Regions from separate parts of the Mus musculus genome. Here region 2 is linked to region 1. The links are chromatin contacts, called in public promoter capture Hi-C maps. All regions are on one chromosome and are shown on one strand. Each heading gives the region's core, a stretch centred on a gene start, on an enhancer-like site or on the middle of the called end of the contact. The rest is flanking DNA. Distances are from core to core; before and after follow the strand shown. Region 1 holds the start of Kremen1 (kringle containing transmembrane protein 1). Region 2 holds the start of Urgcp (upregulator of cell proliferation).

Region 1 (5,684 bases), core at 365-2,864:
CCAAGGACTTGAAAGCTCTCGGTGCACAGCCCGGACCTGTCCTGCCGGGCGTCGCCGTGGCGTTTTAAGCAAGAGCAATCGGAAAATCCCCGCTGCCTGGGGGTGTGAGGAGGAGTAAGGAGGCTCGAGATCCTGGGGGGTGGGGGGCTGCCTCGCGGAGACCGAGAATTTAAGCCACAGAACCCCAAGTCTCCCCTAATGAAGAGACACAGCGCTTGCCCCATCGAGTTGGGCACTTTTGTTGCTTCCGTATCTTTGGACCTTGAGGTCTTTTATGGTTCCTATTTTGCTGATGGTTGAGCAAAATACATTGGTGAGATATATATATATACACACAGATACATATATATGCAAATATATAGTGTATCACCCATTTTATACTAATTAAAAATAATTTAACTGGGAGTGGGGACACACACCTTTATTCTAGCACTTGGGAGGCGTAGGCAGGAAGACCTCTGTGAGTGCGAGGACAGCCTGATCTACATAGTTCCAAGACTCAAAATAATAATAATAATAATTTAAAACTGGTGTGATGGCTCATCGGTAAAGACAATTGCCACCAAGGTTGAGGACCTGAGTTCCCAGAACCGACAGTGCAAGGAGAACCGACTCCCACAAATGGTCCTCTGGTGTTACACATGCACCCATACACATACAATAAAAAACATATATGTATGTACATATGCATTTATACATACATATATTTTTTTCTTTGTTTCTGTTTTATAGCCCTGGCTGTTCTGGAACTCGCTTTATAGATCAGACTAGTCTCCAACACCAAGACCTATCTGCCTCTGCCTCCCGAGTACTGGGATTAAAGGCGTGCGCCACCACTGCACCGCTGTAAATACATATTTTTAAAAGAATAAGTTGCGCTAGTTGACACGGATATGATAGGATTCTGCACAAGGCTCAGTATGCTGTCCCTTTGGTAGCTGCAGGACTCCACAAGGAGAAAGAACTCCACATTTACTGAGCCCCCACTGTGCGTGCGAGGTTTCCGTGCATTATCTCACTTTGTACAACCGCTTTGTGGAGCAGACGGTATCGACATACCACTGAGCAGAAGGGAGCCCCGTTTTCTTTAAACCTGTATACATTTATACAGATCTTACGAGTAACCAAGTGGGATACGAACCGGGACTGGAGGACTCCAGAACACGCTTTGGCTAGCCGCTACCACGAGCCTAGCAAGAGCAAGAGGTTTGTTCTGGTTACTACCGCAGTGGTGGAACTCGCGCGTGAGTCACGACCTAGGTAAGGGTGAAACAGGGGTCACGGCGCTCGGCCGGTGTCAGCGCCGACAAACCTCAGCGTGGGGACTCAGAGGCAGGACCCGTCCCGCCCTCACCTGTAGACTCCACACCTCGGGTGGCCTCACCGCGCCTGCTGTGGGGGCGGAGCCAGGTGGGGCGGGGGCGGGCTCCCGCGCGTGAGTGGCAGGCCGCGCATGCGCAGGCCGCCCGGCTCGGAATCCTAGCAGGCGTCAGGCAATCCGGGCGGTGCTGAGGAGGACGGGGCGGCGCTGAGGAGGGCGGGCCGGGGCGGACCGGGGCGGGCCGGGGCGGACCGGGGCGGGCCGGGCGGCGAGGGCGGGGCGACGCTGAGCTCCGTCCTGCTCCCATGGCCGCCCCCGGCTCCCGGTGCTGCCCCCTCTGCCCCGGGCCGCGCCCGGGGGTCCCGCACTGACGGCCCATGGCGCCGCCCGCCGCCCGTCTCGCGCTGCTCTCCGCCGCTGCGCTCACTCTGGCGGCCCGGCCCGCGCCCGGTCCCCGCTCCGGCCCCGGTGAGTGAGACCCCGGCCCCCCCCCGAACCCCCTCGCCCTCTCTCGCGCGTGGACCCCGGAGAACCCGATGTTCGGGCTTCTGTCCCAGCACGCGGCGTGGACGCGCCTGTCCCGCGTTACCAGGACTCTGCCCCGAGTGCCGGCTTCTAACTTTGCCGAACTCTGCTTCCGACTTACGGAAGAGAAGGGGGTGCGTGACGGCTAAAGTCGCCCGTACCGAGTGCAGACTACTCTGAGTCCACCGCGGCGTCCGCCCGAGGTGGTGCTCTCGGCCAGGATGGAAGCTGGGATGGCAGCTTAGTTCCCACACGCCCTTCCTTGCCTCGGAATCCTTTCCCAGTGGAAGGACAAGCATGAGGGTGTTGTCTGGCCCAGTTCGGTTTCTTTGCAGGTTGTTGAGAGCTGATGAGCATAGGACATTGGTGAACCTGCCACTGGGGTCTCCACCCTAAGTTGCGGATTGTGATGTTGCGAAGGCAGGGTTTTACTAGTAAAAGAAAACTCAGAGTTGCTTTGTTTTCTTGACAGCTTGGATTTAGGGGAAAGGCTGAGATTTATTTTCTGTGTGATTTTGAGGCAAAGCTGCTTGAACCTCTGTTACTTGATCTGAAAGTGGGGGGGGGTAACTCACTCCCATGAGCAGTGTTGGTGAACATTAAATGATACACTGTAGGCAACTTGCTTAGAGTGTTCCACCATGTGTAGTCATTAAACGATTTAATAATACTTATTATAGTGTTTCCCAGTTCACTAAGGACTAGACACCTGGTTTACCCAGCGAATACTGAATTTCTTTCAGGATGAATCCCGGCAAAAGGCAAAGCTGGGTTTTGGGACGGCAGAATGAGGAGTTCCCAACACACCAAACCTGAGACTCAGTAGAAGTGGTTTCTAGGTGATTGCTGCCTTCTATGGGACTTCTATAATGTGCTCTTTTCTACTGTTTGTAGTATGTGAACAGGGAGGGAGGGAGGGACGTTCCGAGAGCCAGGACGTGTCAACATAACTGTAACCTAGTAACTCCTTCCACTTTGTCATCTTTGTGTTCAGGATTTAATGTCCTCTATGGAGAGAGAGGTACGGGTGGGAGTGGACTGGCGCTCCTTCCTGGAAAGGGCACTGTGAGCCTATTCTGCCCACACTTGCAGGGAGGTAGCATCTGTTAGGCACCGACGCTTTGCTAGGTCAGATGCAACAGCTCTTGGGTAAAGTTGGTATGCTTTTATTTAGGAGTCCTGGGTAAGGACAAATTTATGGCTGTTGTGAAACAGTTTACTAGGTCCCTCAAACTCTCCTCAGCGGGGTTCCTCAGCATTCTGCAACATCAGTGCCTTTGTGATGTTTCCCCTCTGGTTCCAGAAGCAGTTTCAGAAACAAACCACATGGTTTTCAGCATCATATCCTGTCAAGAACCTAGCGACTAGTTTGTTAAATCCTTTCCAATTAAAAAAAAAAAAAAAAAAAGCTGTACACTGAGAATATGCCAAACTTACCATTTCATATTTTGTGATACTGTAATTTTCTCTAAAATTTTGTGGATGGAAAAAATTATTCCAATACTTATATTCTGCACAACTTTGTAATATTTAAATTACTGGTGGTTTGCATTTTTGAATGCTGACTTTATAAAAACAGTTAGCTCATTCCCCTTCAATGTTATTCTAATTATAGTGTGTAGTCAACCCCAAATGATCTCCAGTCTCTCTGCTCTTTTGTCATGCGTTCTCTTCTATCACAACTGATAAGAAAGGCGACAGAGGTTAGTGGTAGCCTTTTCTTGCCTCTCACCATCCTCCTCAACGTCTCATCTGGAATTTGTCCTATTAGTCAGTAATATGTGTTGTTATAAAACCTGAGTTTGGTCACCTGTAAGGCCTGCATACTCTATAGTAATTCTCTTAGCCCCATAGATGGATAATTTAAGTGTTTAAGATGAAGTGAGTCCTCCTTTCCCCCCACCTTTTTTAGACCAGGCTGGCCTCGAACTCACAGAGATCTGCCTGCCTCTGCCTCCTGATCACTGGGACTTTCCCTTTATAAATCTCAAAGCAAAAAAGTATTGCGTTTAGGCTCCGTACTGACCAAATTGGTGTGCTCAATATAGCTGTCAGTACACTTAGAGTTTAGAATAGGTGGACCAAAAGCAAAATGATTAAAACAAAGCTACAGCTTCATCATCTCCATATTGGGAGGTTTTGGTAGTAAGCAGTGTACCAGCTTTAGTTTAGAATCTAAAGTTTTAAAGGATTTATTTATTGGGGAAGTATGGCGATGAGTACTTAATGGGGTGAGTGTGGAGATCAGAGTGTTTTTGGTAATCAATTCTCCCTATCTACCTTGTCAGTCCCTGAGATTAAAAGATCTTCAAGCTTAATACAAACACCTCTAACATCAGAGTCATCTTGATGGCCCCTAGTTTTGAATTTTGGAGCCTGGAACTCTACCTGAGGCTGTAGACCAGCGGTTTTCAACCTTGCTCATGCTCCGACAATTCAATAAAGTTCCTCATGGTGTGGTGACAACCCACCCCCCCATAAAATTATTTCATTGCTCCTTAACAACCGTAATTTTGCTACTGTTATGAATCATAATGTAAACATCTGCATTTTCTGATGGCCGTAAGTAACCCCTGGGAAAGGGTTATTTGACCCCCAAAGGGGTCGGAGACCCACAGATTGAGAAGGCGAACCACTGCTCTAGACCAAGGCAGAACAGTAAATGCTTTAGGCTTTGTGGCCCGTAGACTGCAGCAGGTGCAGGTTCTCGCCTCCGGCTGTGGAGGCGAAAGTAGTCATAGACAAAATGGATAGGCGTTGCTGGTTTTGTTTAACGGTTTAGGTTTTGGGTATTTTTTCCAAGACAGAGTCTCACTGTCTACCACTGTTGTTATTCACTACATAGACCAGGCTGGCCTCAGATTCAAAGAGATCTGCCTGCTTCTGCCTCCCAATGGCTGTTGTATTTTAATACAACTCTTTGGACATTGAAATTTAAAGCTTTCTGTCATTTTTACACGTCACGGTATCTTGTCCTTTTTAATTTTTTATAATTAAGAACCCAGTCTGAACTTGGTTTCTGGGTCGTGATTGGCTCAGCGGCTCACTTATCTAACCTTGCTCTAGGTCATGTGAACCGACTTTTAAGCGGTTACTGATCTGGAAAGCAACACAGCAGGTTGATTTTACTCAATGAACAGACCTTTTACCATTTACTGTGAATTAACCTTTGATACTTGTGAGAGTCAGGCACAGTGATGATACAGTTGTGCTCCAGCTATTTGGAAAGCTGAGATGAGAGAACAGTTTGAGGCCAGCAGCCTGCCTGTGCAGTGGAACCAATAGGTGAGGAGAAAGCATGTAAATATTGTGTTTCACCATGATTTCTTTTTGTTGTTGTTGTTGTTGTTTTTTGTTTGTTTGTTTTGTTTTGTTTTTTCGAGACAGGGTTTCTCTGTGTAGCCCTGGCTGTCCTGGAACTCACTCTGTAGACTAGGCTGGCCTCGAACTCAGAAATCTGCCTGCCTCTGCCTCCCGGGTGCTGGGATTAAAGGCGTGCACCACCACACCTAGCTTCACCATGATTTCTAAAAAGATACAGCTGACCAGGAAAAGCTTGTCTACTTGCATTTGGTTCATTAATAGAGATTCAGCGCGGTTCCGTGCGCTACTTAAGGAAATAGTTCCCACCTTGGAGCTGTCCCACAGCTTGCTCTCTCAGCCTGCAGATGTTACTTGAAACAAACTGTTGAGAGCTCTTCTGTTTTACAGAGGAAAGCCCGGGCAGCAGGTGGCACCAGCCCTGAAAACTGGGAAGACAACCACTGAAGAAAAGAATTTCTGTCACTATTAGTTTTTACTAAGTCATTAGTTTTTACTTCCATGCATAGGCTGTCCT
Region 2 (4,922 bases), core at 205-2,704, 480 kb before region 1:
TAAAGGAGTATTCATTTATTTAGCCCTCAGAGAAGAAGAGAATGAGGAGTGGTGGCCCTGGAGAGCTCCTGTCTTATCTGGGCAACTGTAGCTAGTAAGTAGGCAGAGCCCAGTTTCCAGCCTAGGTGTTCTGGTCGATGGGCAAATTGTTCAATTATCTCTTCGGTGCTTTATAATCTCTTTGGTGTTTAATATTCTTTTTTTTTAAGATTTATTTATTTTATTATCTGTAAATACACTGTAGCTGTCTTCAGACACTCCAGGAGAGGGCGTCAGATCTCATTACCGATGGTTGGGCGCCACCATGTGGTTGCTGGGATTTGAACTCAGGACCTCTGGAAGAGCATTCAGTGCTCTCAACCACTGAGCCATCTCTCCAGCCCGGTGTTTAATATTCTTAGTGGTGAAGAGAATACTATCTCAATGTTGGGCCCTGCCCCGCATGGTGGTGCACACTTTTAATCTCAGCACTCTGGAGAAAAAGCAGGCAGGTGGAACTCCATGAATTCAAGGCCATCCTGGTCTACACAGCAAGCTCTTGGCAGGACAGTGTTAAACAGAGAACCTGTCTCAATGAAAATAAAGAAAAAGAACTTGAAGGTAGGAAGGTGGGGAGGAGCTGGGAAGGGAAATTATAGTGACACATAGTTTGTATTTTTTTTCTCATTTTCTCAACAGTTCATTACTACCGTTTGATTTGATTTTACTGGTTATGAGTTCTGAAATGACATGATTGGACTAATGCTTTTATGTCACAGAAAGGAAAATGCACTGTATGAAAAAAATAAATTGAAAAAACAACTTAATGTGATAACACAAAAATGCCACCAGCAGTGGTTTGCACTGCATAGTCCAGAGTTTGTTTCTTTAAATTAGGTATTTTCTCTTAAAAGATATAATTTGTCTTTGAAACTAATTTAGCAGGGGCTGGAACCAAGCCTCAAAATTTTACATGCCTAAATATTCATAGCTTGTAGGTGATTCTGGGAAACCCCACTGCACAAGTTCTAAACTTTTTATTTCTATGTAATACAAGATAAGGCTTAATATACACACTTAAAAAAAAAGTGGGAAACCAGCTCAGAGGCCAACATTACTCCACCCCGCTGCGAACTAGTAGCAGGAGAGATGTTGTTTTCCTTTAGAACAGCAACACTGTACACCCCAGAGGTAGAGGAAAGTGCGTTTCTTACAGAAATTAACATCAGAATGCGGGGACTAGAGGGTGGTGTCCAGCAGTCTGGCAGCTGTCAGTGGCCCCAGGGCAGGTCTGGCTCCGCAGGTGAGTTCCAGCCTCCGGGCAGCGGGCCGGCCTGGCCGGTGGCTGCCGTAGGTAGTGCTCTGGGCCCAGGGCGTCCTCTCCCTCGCCCCAGGCGCCCGCCTGCCCTCCACTGAGCTCAGCCCACGGCGCCCGACGCCCTAACGGAGCGGGCGGGGGCGGCCTACAGGCCCCTCCCCGGCGCCCGGCGGCAGCCGCGCAAGCAGCGGAGGAGGCGGGAGCGCCCAGGCCGCTGCGCTCATGGCGTCGCCGGGGTGAGTGAGGCGCTCCGGGTGTGCGGGGGGCGCCTGTTGGGCGAGGGGCGGGCGGAACTGTGCGTGTCCACCACCCGGCGCCCCCTTGGCCTCGGCCGGACCCCGGCTGACTCTGTCCCGCCAGGTGCCTGTCCACGACCCGCGGCCTCCCCCGCCGACCTTGGGCGGTCGTAGCCGGGCCAGGGTCTCCCGGCAGGGCCGCGGGCAGGACCAGCCAGGACAGCGGCCGGTCAGGGCCGGAGAAACGGGTTCTGGAGAGGGGCAGCAAGGAAGCTGCGGGAGGGGACTCGGGGTCCTAGGGCTCGGCTGAGGCCGCAGAGCGGCTTAGCAGGCCTGACGTGTGTTTCTGGCGTTTAGACTTGCTTGCGTTGGAAGTTGATGCTTGGGTTCACAGTCATTAGGGGACATCCCCAGGCTGTCCCACGTCAGGGCAAGTGGGGCTCAGCTGGACTGGACCCTTGTCCAGAGTGAAAAAGCGGATTCGGGATCTAAGACTGCCTGTGTTGGGGTGGGGGTGGGGGTGCTTCTGTGGGATGGCTACACTTGTTCTGGTATTACCTCTTTCCTAGTGCTCGTTCTCTCTCCCAAATAGTGTTCTTAGGAAATTATATAGTGACACATAGTTTGTATTTTTTTCTCATTTTCTCAACAGTTCATTACTACCGTTTGATTTGATTTTACTGGTTATGAGATCTGAAATGACATGATTGGACTAATGCTTTTATGTCACAGAAAGGAAAATGGGTCTCAAGGTCATCGCTATAGGTGGTAAACATCTTTTTGACTGTACGCCATCATTCAGAGGGTCTCAGACCCAGTAGTACTGGTAGCAGCCCACGCTGTGTATCATTGCAGTTAGAAGACTTACAGGTGCAGGAGGACTTCTGGGGGAAGCATGTAGAAGTTAGCTCTCCCACAAAGGCAGACTTCACTATGCTAGGGAGTGATTTGGCTCGGTACAGTGGTCTGAATGAAGGTGAATGAAGCAATCTGAACTTGATCCAGGCCTGCAGGCGCCAGTCAGATCATGGGCAATTTCCACCTGCCTAATGCCTTTCTAGGCTCGAGGGCAAGCAGGCACTTCTGAGACCAGGCCTTTTTCAATGCCAGCTGGGTATCCAGTACTTTGAGCTCATAAGGAGAATAAACTGTGATCCATCCTGGGCAGGCCAGGCTTTGGACCCAGAGGGCCAAGGTCCCTCTACATTCTTGCCCAGCCTCATAGGAAAGTGTAAGGCAGTGTTTGAGCCTGTGGCAGCTGCCATTAGGCTTGTAAGACAGCTTAGTACATTTTGTGTCTAAACACACTGCTTTGTAGACAGGGGTTGGAGGAGGATCTCCTAGGATTAATAATTCTGTGTGCCTGGACCCACAGAATTATGGTATTGTCTGATAACAGAATAGTGTAATGCCTGAACCATGGTCTGTATATATAGGTGGTATTAATATTTGCGATTCTAGTTGTGAGTGATCCAATTAATTTGTAATATTAATAGTAATCTGTAATTTCCTAAGGGGTGTCTATTAACAAAACTGAGGTCACAAAACTTTTAGTATACTCCATTTAAGGAGAAATCTATGCTTACTTTGATATGCATACACTACTATATTAGGTGTTTTAGAGAGCAAATATAGATCAATACATGGCAGAAATGGAAGGAGCTGTTCTGGGGAGGGGTGTCTCTACATTTGATTTTTTTTTTTTTTTTTTTTTTTTTTTTTTTTTTTGCTAAGTAGCAGTGTCAGTGATCTATGATAGAACTAGAGAGGAAAGAAAAAAAAAACTCTTAACTTGTTTTGAGTACCTTACAGATGTGCTAGGCATAGTGTCAAAGAAAGAAAAGATGTGTTTGAGAGATGACCCATAATCCACTGTGTCTTGAGCTAAATAAATAGAAGAGAAGGCAGGGACCGTGGACTCTTTGCCTACCACTAAAGGGCATCTCCAGTCGGCCTCACCACAGCTGTCTCTGGGGGAATCTGGTAAGCATTGTAGAGGAGAGGACGCGACACAGTCCATCTGTCCATCTGGCCCCTTCTGAGCAGGTCCCACCCTTTACAGGTGGCCTAACCAGAAGCACTTTAGTTCAGTCCTCAGCACCACATAAACTAGGCTGTAATTCTAGCACTCTGGAGTAGAGGCCAGGTGATCAGATGGTCAGCACCATCCTCTGTTAGAAGACGTCAGCTTGGAATGCATGAGAACCTGTCTTAAAATAAAAATGAACTCTGGAATGTTACTGTCGGTTCTAACAGCACTTACGATTGCCCGCTGCCCAGAGGAAAGGCAGGGAGATGCCTGCCAGCCTTGCTCTCACTCCCACCTACAGAGATCTTCCTGTTTAGCCTTCTCTTTGATAGTTTGGGTTTCCTCTGTCAGCCATCTCTGCTCATCTCAATACAGATTCTGCATTTTCATGGCTATTTCTGTGGACTTAACTGTTGATTCACAATTCACATGTAGGTTTCTAGGAGTTTCTCTGTTCTTTGAAATATTGTATGCAGTGTTAGGGTGATGTTTATGGTCCTGGAAACAAAATCTAGCTATTGTTGGGCTCAAGACAAGGTATGACTATGTCACCCAGTCAGGCCTTGAATTCATGATCCTCCAGCTTTGGTCTCTGGAATGCTGGGATCGCTGGCCTTCTTTCTCCCTGTGCTCAAAAGCATTCTCATTCTTAGCAGGGTCGCAGGCCATCCTAGACTCCTAGACTGTGTGTGTGATGGGGTAGCGTGGAAGTTAAAGGAAACCTTACAGAGCAAATTCTTTCCTTCTGCCTTTATGGGAGCTCTGGAATAGAACTCAGGGAGCCAGGTTTGCACACAAACACCTTTCACATTTTCTGTAAGACCGTCTCTCTTAAAATACTAAAATACTAGTGTTGCTTTTCCTGTTATCTTGAGAGGGTTTCTTCTAAGACACCCAGCAAGTATCCGAAACTGGCTAACATCAAAGGATTTGAGACAGGGTCTCCGGGTCTCTTGTAGACTGGGCAGGCCTCAAACTCACTGCAGCTGAGGGTGACCTTGAAGTCCTGATTCTCTTGCCTCTATCTCCCTAGTACTTGGATAAGCACTAACATAGCCAGCTAATACAGCAAACCTTTAAACTTTTTTTTTTTTTTTTTTTTTTTTTTTTTTTTTTTTTTTTGGTTTTTCGAGGCAGGGTTTCTCTGTGTAGCCCCGGCTGTCCTGGAACTCACTCTGTAGACCAGACTGGCCTCGAACTCAGAAATCCACCTGCCTCTGCCTCCCAAGTGCTGGGATTAAAGGCGTGCTCCACCACGCCCGGCTTAAACTTTTTTTTAAAGATTTATTTATGTATATGAATGATTTGCTTGCATGTGTTTGTGTGCACCACATGTGTGTCTGGTGCCTAAGGAAGTCAG

The links. Capture Hi-C pulls out chosen DNA fragments and counts their contacts.
Region 2: a contact with region 1 is called in a promoter capture Hi-C map of pancreatic islet, with 5 times the contacts expected there. The contact joins the promoter of Urgcp here to the promoter of Kremen1 in region 1. A contact is called at or near these places in 3 of 39 promoter capture datasets (embryonic stem cells, hippocampal neurons and liver), 3 of 115 datasets of contacts at active chromatin or transcription factors (effector CD8 T cells, embryonic stem cells and memory CD8 T cells) and 4 of 9 other capture datasets (adipose tissue, liver, macrophages and 1 more).

The regions. Positions count from the first base shown.
Region 1 is chr11:5,257,540-5,263,223 of GRCm38.p6, reverse strand. It overlaps Kremen1 (kringle containing transmembrane protein 1), which reads left to right and starts at 1,614. Exons shown (of 9, transcript NM_032396.3): 1 at 1,614-1,789. The coding sequence starts at 1,699. It overlaps Gm46268 (a long non-coding RNA gene), which reads right to left and starts at 2,207. Exons shown (of 4, transcript XR_003949640.1): 1 at 2,008-2,207; 2 at 1,142-1,508.
Region 2 is chr11:5,737,708-5,742,629 of GRCm38.p6, reverse strand. Urgcp (upregulator of cell proliferation) reads left to right here and starts at 1,454. Exons shown (of 6, transcript NM_178623.3): 1 at 1,454-1,533. The coding sequence starts at 1,520.